Linked DNA regions of Callithrix jacchus: region 1 is linked to region 2. A link is a contact called in public Hi-C data. All regions are on one chromosome and are shown on one strand. Each heading gives the region's core, a stretch centred on a gene start, on an enhancer-like site or on the middle of the called end of the contact. The rest is flanking DNA. Distances are from core to core; before and after follow the strand shown. Region 1 overlaps LOC100895108. Region 2 has its middle 12 kb from the start of RIPK1.

What was found. A called contact is a pair of places that touch in the nucleus more often than the background predicts.
Region 1: a Hi-C map of skeletal muscle shows a contact between it and region 2, with 2.4 times the contacts expected there. The contact joins two enhancer-like sites. A contact is called at or near these places in 3 of 3 Hi-C or Micro-C datasets (induced pluripotent stem cells and skeletal muscle).

The regions. Positions count from the first base shown.
Region 1 is chr4:27,647,343-27,652,807 of calJac240_pri, forward strand. LOC100895108 reads left to right here. Exons shown (of 10, transcript XM_078370881.1): 4 at 3,072-3,138; 5 at 4,065-4,141; 6 at 5,058-5,159. Among named protein-coding and RNA genes, the nearest start is that of NQO2, 8.5 kb to the left of the region's middle. Within about 2 kb of position 1,264, at least 13 of the 16 cell types and tissues checked have an H3K27ac peak or open chromatin away from gene starts, as enhancers often do. A contact at or near this core is called in skeletal muscle, where this site is marked.
Region 2 is chr4:27,585,063-27,590,755 of calJac240_pri, forward strand. No RefSeq gene overlaps it. Among named protein-coding and RNA genes, the nearest start is that of RIPK1, 12 kb to the left of the region's middle. Within about 2 kb of position 4,184, at least 10 of the 16 cell types and tissues checked have an H3K27ac peak or open chromatin away from gene starts, as enhancers often do. A contact at or near this core is called in skeletal muscle, where this site is marked.

The DNA.
Region 1 (5,465 bases), core at 14-2,513, 59 kb after region 2:
AGTTTCTAAAGCCATTCTCTGCCGGTTAAGACAAGTCTCCTCATTAATTGTTCAGGAAAGTCCTCAATTAAAGTGAAGGTCTGGCATACTGCAGTTGCCGCAAGTTCTTAGTGATTATCAGCTTTGGCTGGTTAGAATCAGCTGTGATAAACACGGGCTTCAATTTTGCTATCTGGAAGGTTGGTGCTGCGGCAAGTGGAACGTTTTTCTTTAAGAATATGCGCTACAATTTGCTTTATTCCCTGATGATGCTATTGATCAGATTTGTCTATATTGTTACTTGCACGGGATGAAGGAGAGGGAGAAGTCAACGATGACAGCAAATTTTAGAGTAGACCAACCGAGCGAATGGTGGTGCAGGAAACAGAAGAGGAGCTGCTCGGAGGTGGGAATGGAGATAACGTCACGCTGTGGACATTTGGGATCCACAGAGCTGGGTGGAGATCAGATTTAACTTGCTCTCTCTCCCCCTTTAAGATCATTCTCAAGTAGCCTCACTCCCTAAAACAAACGGATATTTGGCAGTGAGCCACATTATTCTGCAGCTGCCACGCTTTCTTGCAGGTAGAAGGCAGGCCCTTTCTGGTGTAAACAAACGAGATCGGGCTTGAGTGACAACCCTCCCTGACGGCTAGTATCTGGTCTTATACCCTGTAACTTATCCCTCTATTAATGGGATTCTTCAGAATCCAGCCTCAGAAGCTCTCCTCCCGCAGCTGTGGTCTCCACCTCCGGCCTGGCGCAGCTCACGTGATCCAGCTTGTGCAAGACCCAATTCCAACTCTGTGTTTCTGGCTTTTGGCCACTCAGGATAGAACCTGGGGACTGGTGCTGGTCGGCCCTGCACGCGGTGAGCCTGGGGACAGAGGAAGCAGAGATTCCCCGACCCGTTCCCGTGACTTCCTGGCGCGCCGCGATGCCCCGCCCTACTCCCCGCCCCCGGGATGCAAGGCGCTTGCTGTAGCTGCTCAGCGGCTCTAGGTCCGCTGCCGCCGTCCCTATTCCCTGCCGGTCCCTCTCTCGGTACACTGCGCACGCGCCACAACGCTCTGCCCCTCTCCCCGCCCTGTCGCGCCCCCGGGAGGCAGAGCGCAAGCTGCCGCGTTTCTGGCTAGGCCTGGCTACCCTGCCCCGCTGCTTCTGTGCCGGTGTGGACCGTGCATGCCTTCGGAAGATCGGTGCGGACTCTTGGGGAATAATCTCATTATTCCATCTCTTTAAAAGCCTCACTAACTCATTGCGGCCTCCGGTTAAGAACTGTGGGCGAGATCCCAAGCCCCCTGCCCTTCCTCGTTTTATGGAAATTTAATTCATTGTTTTTTTTTTTTTTTTGAGGGAGGGTCTCGCTCTGTCGCCCAGGTTGGAGCGCAGAATATGTCTTATTTCAGCCTCTGCCTCCAGAGCTCAAACCAGGCTCCCACTTTAGCCTTGCCCGGCCTGATTCTTTAAACAAAATAAACGGGGTGTGTGTTGCTTTCCATCTTGTTAGGCTCACTAGATACAAGATAGTTTTCTGTAAGAAAATAAGAGCTCTGTTTTTCTTTTTATTTTTTCAGTTTTAAATTTTATAACTTTGTAAGAATCTTTTTCTGTTCATTTTCTCCATTTGACATCAGCAAAAGTTTTGAACATCATGAAACTGATTTGGCTGTAAATGGAGAAAGGGTACCAAAAGAAAGTGAAATAAAAACCCAAAAGACAAACAGAAAACCCTAAATCAGCCCTCCGGTTTGGTCTCGGGGGCTTACATATCACAATAAGAACCGTCAACTCAACCCCCATGCAAATGTGACTTCTTGGAGAGCTGCTGGATCCACACTGATACAGGAGACCGCACACAACGTCTTTTGTTAATTAACACAAGAGCTCTGTTTTTCCAAGGGCGCAGCGTCAGATGTGACTATGACTAGGGTTTCCTTATATTTTACCCTTCCCTTATCCACCCTATATTTTATCCGTCCTGCTAACTGTATCTGTGAGTAGGGGCTGGGCGCTGTTGCTCACACCTGTAATCCCAGCTCTTTGGGAGGCCGAAGCGGGCGTAACGAGGTGAAGAGTTCAAGACCAGCCTAGATGGTGAAACCCTGTCTCTACTAATATACAAAAATTGGGCCGGGCGCGGTGGCTCAAACCTGTAATCCCAGCACTTTGGGAGGCGAGGCGGGTGGATCACGAGGTCAAGAGATCGAGACCACCCTGGTCAACATGGTGAAACCTCGTCTCTACTAAAAATACAAAAAATTAGCTAGGCATGGTGGCGTGTGCCTGTAATCCCAGCTACTCAGGAGGCTGAGGCAGGAGAATTGCCTGAACCCAGGAGGCGGAGGTTGCGGTGAGCCGAGATCGCGCCATTGCACTCCAGCCTGGGTAACAAGAGCGAAACTCCGTCTCAAAAAATAAAATAAAATAAACAAAAATTAGCCGGGCGTGGTGGCGCATTCCTCTAATCCCAGCTACTCAGGAGGCTGAGGCAGGATAATTGCTTGAACCAGGGAAGCAATGGTTGCAGTGAGCCGAGACCGTGTCACTGCGCTCAAGCCTGGGCGACATAGCGAGACTCCATCCCCCTCCCCCACCAAAAAAACCTGTGAGTTGGATGCAGAAGTTTCTAAAAAAGTTGAGTATTGAAATTGGGTGTTTTGGCAGGGACAAAAAGCAACACCCCTACCTCCCCCAAAAAGAGACGTTAAAGTAGTTGGATTAAGGGCATGGGTGTACTTGCTTTCCGATTTAGTGATGGTATGGTTAGCTGATGAAATGGCTAACACGTTACCTGATTGTAGAGCTGGTCAGTGGGTCCTGCTCAGTTTGCTGTGATTAGAATTGAGGTTTTGATGACAATGGTCGGCATCTGTTCAGCGTTTACTATGTGCTAAGCACCTTTACCTGTGACCCCCCCCCCCACCCCGAATGCTCACAACAGCCTCAGGAAATTGGTAGCAGTGTTATCCCCATGGTACAGTGAAGGATGCTGAGACTTAGGTTGCGTAGCTTGCAGGTTGGACACACTTCTTTCTGACTGCTGGAGAGCTGTGCTTTTAACCGCCTCTGATCCAGCCTGTTTCCTGCAGGTGCAGGCCTGGGGTAGTCTCCTGTCTGGACAGAAAACAGAAGAATGGAGAAGGGCTTCATCCCAATGTGAGTGGACAGTAAATGTCAATGGAGTAGCCAGGAGCTTCTGGAAACCAGAGTTCCTTTCCTCAGCTGAAAACCCTAAAAGTAGACTGCCTGGGGCAGCATGGGCGACGGGAGGATCACTGGACCTGTGTTGGATTTGAGTCCCAGCTCTGGTTTTGCTGAGTTGTGTGACTTTCAGAAAGTCATTCAACCTCTGTGGGCCTTATTTTCAGTGATAAGACATGTCAGGAATGATTACCTTTTCTTTTTATGAGATGGAGTCTCGCTCTGTTACCACACTGGAGTGCAGTGGCACAATCTTGGCTCACTGCAACCTCCACCTCCCAGGTTCAAGTGATTCTCCTGCCTCAGCCTCCTAAGTAGCTGGGAATACAGGTGTGCGCCACCACGCCTGACTAATTTTTGTATTTTTTTTTTTTTTGAGAGGGAGTTTTGCTCTTGTTACCCAGGCTGGAGTGCAATGGCGTGATCTCGGCTCACCGCAACCTCTGCCTCCTGGGTTCAAGCAATTCTCCTGCCTCAGCCTCCTGAGTAGCTGGGATTACAGGCATGTGCCACCATGCCCAGCTAATTTTTTGTATTTTTAGTAGAGACGGGGTTTCACCATGTTGACCAGGATGGTCTCGATCTCTTGACCCCGTGATCCACCCGCCTCGGCCTCCCAAAGTGCTGGGATTACAGGCTTGAGCCACCGCGCCCAGCCTAATTTTTGTATTTTTAGTAGAGATGGGGTTTCACCATGTTGGCCAGGATGATCTCTATCTCCTGACCTCATGATCCACCTGCCTCGGCTTCCCAAAGTGCTGGGATTACAGGCATGAGCCACCCCACCTGGCAGGAATGATTACCTTGTAGTTCCATCCTATGACAGTATGGTTTGTTTCCAAAGCCTGGTTGGCACTGACTTCTCCCCCTGGTGTTTTCAGAGTGCCTTTGCTTTGGTTGGGCTATGGCTACACAGCACTGGTTGCTTCCCGGGGGATCTTTGGCTATGTAAAAACAGGTATGCTTTTGTCGTTAGCCTCTCAACATCTTCACGCTGTTAGAGTGAAAACTGAGTGCTCAGGCTCCCTGAAGAGCCACGTCCTTTTTTTTGCTTTTTTGTTGTTGTTGCAAACAGGCACTTGTCTGAGGAGCCATCTCCTTTGAGTCAGGTTTGCTGTAGGTCCCCAAGCTGGAGTGCAGGCTTCCTTGTCAGTCTTGCAGCTCCTATACTTGCCTTTTGGTTGTCTGGCAAAGCCAAGCCAGCCTTCTTGTGGAATTCCTTGTTTTTGCCTCTTTATCTAAAGATAGACAGGGGTGGTTGTAGATTGTTACTGTTGATTGCCATGCATCAACCATGGCCCCCAAGGGCCATCTCTGGCCTCAAGTAGGAGGAAACCTCTGGTCTTCACAGACTTGTGTTTTGAAGTCTCCTCGTTAGGCCAGGCAGGGGTGTGTCAGTGGCTGTACTTGTTTCTGCCCCCTTGTCCTTGACTACATTCCCACCCCAACCCCTGCTCCAGAATTCTTATTCTCAAGATTTTTTATTTTATTTTTTAACTGACTGACTGTTTCCCCCCTCTCCTTTTGTGATTTGCTGGAGGTCCTGCCTGTATAACCTGCCTGATCATGGTTGATCAGGCCTGACTAGAAAGAAGGCCTAGCCACAGTTCGATGTAAGGAGGGAAGATGGCCTTCTTTCCTTTCCTTAGATGGAAGTGCCCTGCTTATTAGAGAAGAAAAAGATGGGGTGGGAAGACCCTGGCTTCCCTGATAAGATAGAAAAGTCCCTGAAACATCCTCCTGCTTGTTTCTACCTTGGTTATGAGCTGAGAGTTCTCTTTGCTGTCTTTCTTGGTAGGGAGGGGTGTCTGGTGGATTCTGTTAGTGAAGTAAGTGCCTCATGTTAAAATGAAGCTGTGTTCGCTTCCCTCTAGGCAGAGTGCCATCCTTGGTTGTGGAGCTGTTCTTCAGCAGCCTAGCTGGGCTGGGTTCTTACCAGCTGTCTCAGGATCCAAAGAACGTTTGGCTTTTCCTAGGTATGTCTGCTTTTGTATGTCCTTAGGGCAGCTGTGTATCCTGATTAGTCTTTTCCAAAAGGCCCTGGTTTGATGGGATGCGGGGAGTTCATCATACTTAACTTAGGACAGTTACACTGCTTTAAAATAGGGGTAGGGTGGCGGGAATCGTGCTGGTTTCTGTTTATAATTTATATACAGAATATGGAAAGATTTCCATACTTCATGAATATATTTACCTGGTATAATTTGCATTAAACTTGTAAAAAAAAAAAGGGAAAAAGAAATTAGCTGGGTATAGTGGCAGGCACCTGTAGTGCCAGCCAC
Region 2 (5,693 bases), core at 2,934-5,433:
CAGTGAAACCCCGTCTCTACTACAAATACAAAAATTAGCTGGGCATGGTGGTGGGCACCTGTAATCCCAGCTACTCAGGAGGCTGAGGCAGGAGAATCTCTTGAACCCAAGAGGCAGAGGTTGTGGTAAGCTGAGATCACGCCACTGCACTCCAGCTTGGGCAATAAGAGCAAAACTCCATCTCAAAAAAAAAAAAAAAAAAAGAAAAAGACATACTGTCATCATTCAGGCTTTGTAGTTTAGTATGATTCTTGAAGCCCTAAGATTTTTAGCTTGTGGCTTATCTTGGCTTTTGACACGTCCTCCTAACTTTAATTGCGTTTCACTTTTGAATTAAAGTGAGAGGCATGCAACTCTTCCTTTTATTTGAAGATTTAAAGGTTAATATAGGGTAGATTCTTCACTAACCTAATTTAAATATTGTTGTGTTGTCTCAAAGAATTTGGGAGAGGGAGAGAGATGGGGAAATGACTGCTCCCTGGACCAGTCAGAACACATAGAACATTTATCCATTAAGTTTGCTGACTTATATGGGTGCAGTTTGCGGTGCCCCAAAACAATTATAATAGTAACATCACAGATCACTATAACAGATGTGATAATAATGAAAATGTTTGAAATATTGTGAAGATCACCAAAGTGTAACACAGCGACAAGAAGTGAGCACACGCTGTTGGAAAACTGGTGCCAAAAACTTGCTTGACAGAGTTGCCACAGATCTTCAATATGTAAAAAACACAATATCTGTGAATTGCAATAAAGCAAAATGCAATGAAATGAGGGGTGTCTCTATAAGACAAAGAGGAAATCATAAAAGTAGCAAGACGTGCAAGGTATCCTCAATAAACTCGCATATCTATTGCCATGGGTGCCAAGCGTATTCAATGCGGGGAAAGAATCGTCTCTTCAGTAGATGATATGGGAGGACTGTATTTCCACATGCCAGAGTAAAGTTAGAATTGGCTTCACACCATATTAAAAAAACTCTCACTAGCAATGACCTAAATATAAAAACTAAAATCATAAAATCCTTAGGAGAAAACATAAGAGTAAATCTTCATAATCTTGGGTTTGGTAAGAGGCTCTTAGATATGATACCAAAAACTTTGGCAAAACAACAACCAAGAAAACTAACTAAACAAAACCCACTGGTCCTGTACTTTACTCAAATCTGAAATTTGGTGTATCAAAGAATATTATCAAGAAAGACAATGTACAGAGTGAAGGAAAATTTTTGCATATCATATATCTGATAAATTCAAAACATGGAGAAATTGGAACCTTCATACATTGGTGGTGAGAATGTAAAGTTGCACAGCCACTGTAGCTATTCTTCAAAAAGCTGAACATAGGATGACCCTAGAATTACTTTAATACCAACAATTCCATTCCTGGGTAAATACCCAAAAGTATTAAACGCAGGGACTCAAACAGATACATATATGCCAATAATCATTGCAGCATTATTCACAAATCTCAAACCATGGATTTTTAATATTCAGCCAAAAAAAAAGTGAAATTTGGACTCATATTACAACACTAACAAAACTTGCCAACCAGGTTTTCAACGGAAATAAGCTGGGTGTAAAGGCCCATTTTGGGAGATTCCACTCATATGAAGTACATGGGACAGACAAATCATACAGAAAGTAGATGAGAGGCTACCAGGGATGAGAGGAGGGGGGAATGGGATGTTATTATCCAATGAATACTGTGTTTCTATTTGTTCTGTTGAAAAAGGTTTTGGAAATAAATAGCAGGAAAGGTTGCACAACATTGTCAATGTAATTATTGCTCCTTAAGAATGGATAAAACAAACATATCTTATGTTGTACATATTTGGCTACACAAAAACAAAATTAAAAGGTACAAAGCACTCTGTTATTAAGAGTCAGCTTCCCAAAGGAGTGGGGATGCTGGTAGCAGAAGGGAAAGAAATCTCATTAAATAAAAGCAAAAGCACTGATCTCTTCAGGAGGTGGCTCAGCTAGTTTGGTTAGCCTTACCTTAGCTCCACGATGGTCCATTTTATTCAGAAATAGTAACATGGGGTGTTGGGGAGAAGAGGAAATGTGCACCTGCCTCACCTGCCTCCCTGCCCAGAATGCCGACTCCTACTTTTGCATTTCACTAAGGCTAGGGATTAAGTGAAAAGTGAGAATCTGGAAACCCCCACACATTATGTTTGTCATTGGAGCTGACTCTGTCTCGTTTCAATAGCATGACCGCCTCCTCAAACTCAGGATACAAATATGGTCACATCTCATTTATTTGCAGTAATTGCTCAGCCCCAATAGCACATTAGCAGGAAGTTCTGTTATTTTATTTTACTTTCCTTTATTATTTTATTTATTGAGGATGGGCTTTTACCGAACTGTCCTGAAATCTACCACAATTCAACTTACCATTCAAAAACCCAGGGAACTCGGCCAGTCCAGCTTCCAACCCCAAGCAGGAGGCAACTCGCTCAGCCCACGTTGTGATCTCTCCTTGCTGCCACGAGGTGGCATTATAGACTTGCGCGATGGACGCGCCATTCCTAAATGAAAACTGTTCCCAGGATCTGGACTCAATACAAGGCAAGCTGTTCCCCTCTGGGGAGCTCAGGGGCAAAGGGCATCTCAGAGAGAGGCCACATTCTCACCTCTGAAGACAAGAAGAACATCATTAACACACAGACCAATGCCAGCACTGCACCTTAGCATGGAGATGTTGAGTTAAAGCAAAATGAACAAATGAATGACCCAATAAATATCTGCGAGGGAAAATCCCAATGACCCATAGGAAGTACGATCAACAGTTGCAGTTATTTTCGTTAGGAACATTCTGAACACAGGGGAAACCTTCCTCTGCTCTATTGTTGGAGTGGGGCCATCCCGGGACACCAGAAATCAAGGTACAGAGTTTGTAGAGGGGACGTAGGGAGGTCACAGTGGCAGGTGGCTGCCAAATGAGGTGACAAAAGCCAGCAAGAGCTAGAAAAAGAGACAATCGGCCCAAACTGTTCACCAGCACCGTCCCCCTCAAACCCCACCGGCTCTGGTTCCAAGATTTTCAATTTTCTAGGCATTTCCTTGGCCTTACCATTTTACTTTAATCGGACTTTTTCTTTGGAACCATGCACCCTTTATCCGGTTTCCCCAGAGATGGCATCTCACAAAGGACGGTCCGGTTTCTCAACAGCGTGTTGCGTTCCGCGGGACGCAGAGTTCCTAAACAGGCACCCCCTGCGTTGCTCCTTTTAAAGCCACACCCACCCGCTTCCCTAACTCTTGGGCACGGTTGATGGGTCCTGCATTTCTCTCCTCCGTCCTTCGGTGAAATAGATCATCTGCCTGTGATTTTGGGACTGGTTTCTCTCACTAGCGTAACTCCCCGGGATCTGAGCAGGTTGATGGGTGTATCAGTGCCTCATTCTCTCTGTCGCACCACAGACCCTCATTCTGTAACCTGGATACCTGCCAGGAATGGGGAGGAGTAGGCGCAGGGCAACCTCGCCGAGGAACAGCGCCCCAGCACTCCATTTCATTCCTTTTTTTTTTTTCAGTCGCAGCCTCACTTTGTCGCCCAGGCTGGAGTGCAATGGCGCGATCTCGGCTTAGTGCAACCTCCACCTCCTGGGTTCCAGCAGTTCTCCTGTCTCAGCCTCCCGAGTAGCTGGGACTACAGGCGCGCGCCACTACACGCAGCCTAATTTGCATTTTTAGTGGAGTCGGGGTTTTACTGTGTTGGCCAGGCTATTCTCGAATTCCTGACCTTAGGTGATCCGCCCGCCTCGGCCTCCCAAAGTGCTGGGACTACAGACGCGAGCCACCGCGCCCGGCCTCTGCTCTCGATTCCTGGGGGAAGAGTAGTTTCCACCCCCTCAAAATCCAGCAGGGTCCTCCCCAAGCCGGGAGGGCGAGATGAGACTGCGGCGGACTGCAGGGCCGTGGAGTGGGCGGAGCTTGGGTGCGGAGGCGGGTGTGGGCGGGGCTCAGGGCGGGGCGCTGGCTCGGCCTGTACTGGGCCTGTTTGTGGCTGGCAAGCTGCGGAAGAGGCCTGCAGTCCTGGGGCTGTTTGGTTCAGCACGGCCCCAGGGCGGAGCCGCAGCGCTCCTGCCTGCCTGGCGACTGCGGGGGCGCGGCCCTGTGCGGCGGGAACCTGGCGCAAACTCCCAGAACTGTACTCGCCGAGGCGCGGCTCCCAGCCCCGGGGGCTCATACCCCGGCCTGCGCTGGCCAGAGGGTCAGTGATACCCGACCGGGGACCGGGGGACTTGTGGGGGGGGGGGCATTTTCCTCCTACAGCCTCCCCAAAGGTTCTATGTCACCATTCACTGTCCTCATTCTGAGACACCTTCCTCGATTACTTACCTAAAATAGCAAACATTCCCTGCTGTTTGATCCACTAGAGTACTTTATTTACCTATCACTATTAGGTACCGTGGTTCTGGTACTTACTGCCACCTGGAATTCTGTGGCCCTTTCTTTGCCGGCTCGTTTATCGGTTCTTGCCCATTCCTGTCCCCTCCCTGAAAAGTACAAAGTTGCCTTCTTATCTGTCTTGTGTCCCCAGCACCTGCCCAGAGGTGAGCCCTCCTGCAAGGAGGGGCCCAGCTGAACAAGTGCATGGGTTAGGAATTGTGTCCCATTCACGGCTGGTAACGGAATCAATTCCAGCGGCTTTCACAGAACTGTGAAGAGCCTGGAGCTTGTTCAGAAACCATCAGCTGCTCCGGAACCTTGGTAACTCTGGGCTCCATACTCACCTTCCAGTTCCAGTTTCACCTCCATCTTGACCTTTAACTGTCCTGGGGGCCCTTCTGCAATTGTGCTTCAGATTCTTCCCCTATTTTTAACCTGAGAGCACCTGCCTCACCTTAGACCTGCTCCCCGCTGGTTTCAGGGTCTCTCCACTGTGTGTGCCATGGGCAGTCAGTTCCTGATAGATTGAGAGTAACCTGAGCAGGAGGCCAAGCCTTCGGGAGAACCAAGCCTGGAGCTACCTGGCCAAGCCCCACATGTCGGGTCAGGAGAAGGGGCCTCCTCCTCGGCCTCACAGACCAGATTTCTGCTTCCCTGGGCTTTCCCAGGCCTCCCTATGCGCTAAGACCGCCAAAGTTTGCTTTCTACAAAGTCACTTCCAGGAAGTGACTGTCTACCAGGGCACGGCAGAGCTTCCCAGCTAAGGATGAGGTCATTCACTCTCCTCTCTTTTTTCTTTAAGATAAATCCCTTTCCTGGGGCTCACACTGTAAGTTACAGCCCTACTTCTCACTGCCAAGTGTGGGTGTCACTGCTGGCTAGGGGAGCGTGGATCTGTAAACTTGCCTCATCAGGAGGCTTTAAGGCATGACCTCCGGGGACCAGACAATAGCTTGTTCTTCACAATCACTGCCCTCCGGAGAACATCCAGGATTTCAGCCTCAGGGCTAAGTCAACTATGTCTCCCCTGACACATGCTGGCTGCTGATAAATTCTAGGGAAAGCTGAGGGTGGTGCAGGTACCTCGCCCCTAGACTAGGAGAGCTGAAAATTGCCTGGAGGCCCAAAGGCCACATCCTCAGGGAGGCCATCTCTTCTGTGTTAGTGATATATAGACTATCTTTTATTGTGATTTACATGCAACTTACCAGTTCAAACAACACTGCCTGTCTTCATAAACTTTCTTTTTCCTTTCCTTCCTCACTGCCCAGCTTTAGGTTCACCCCT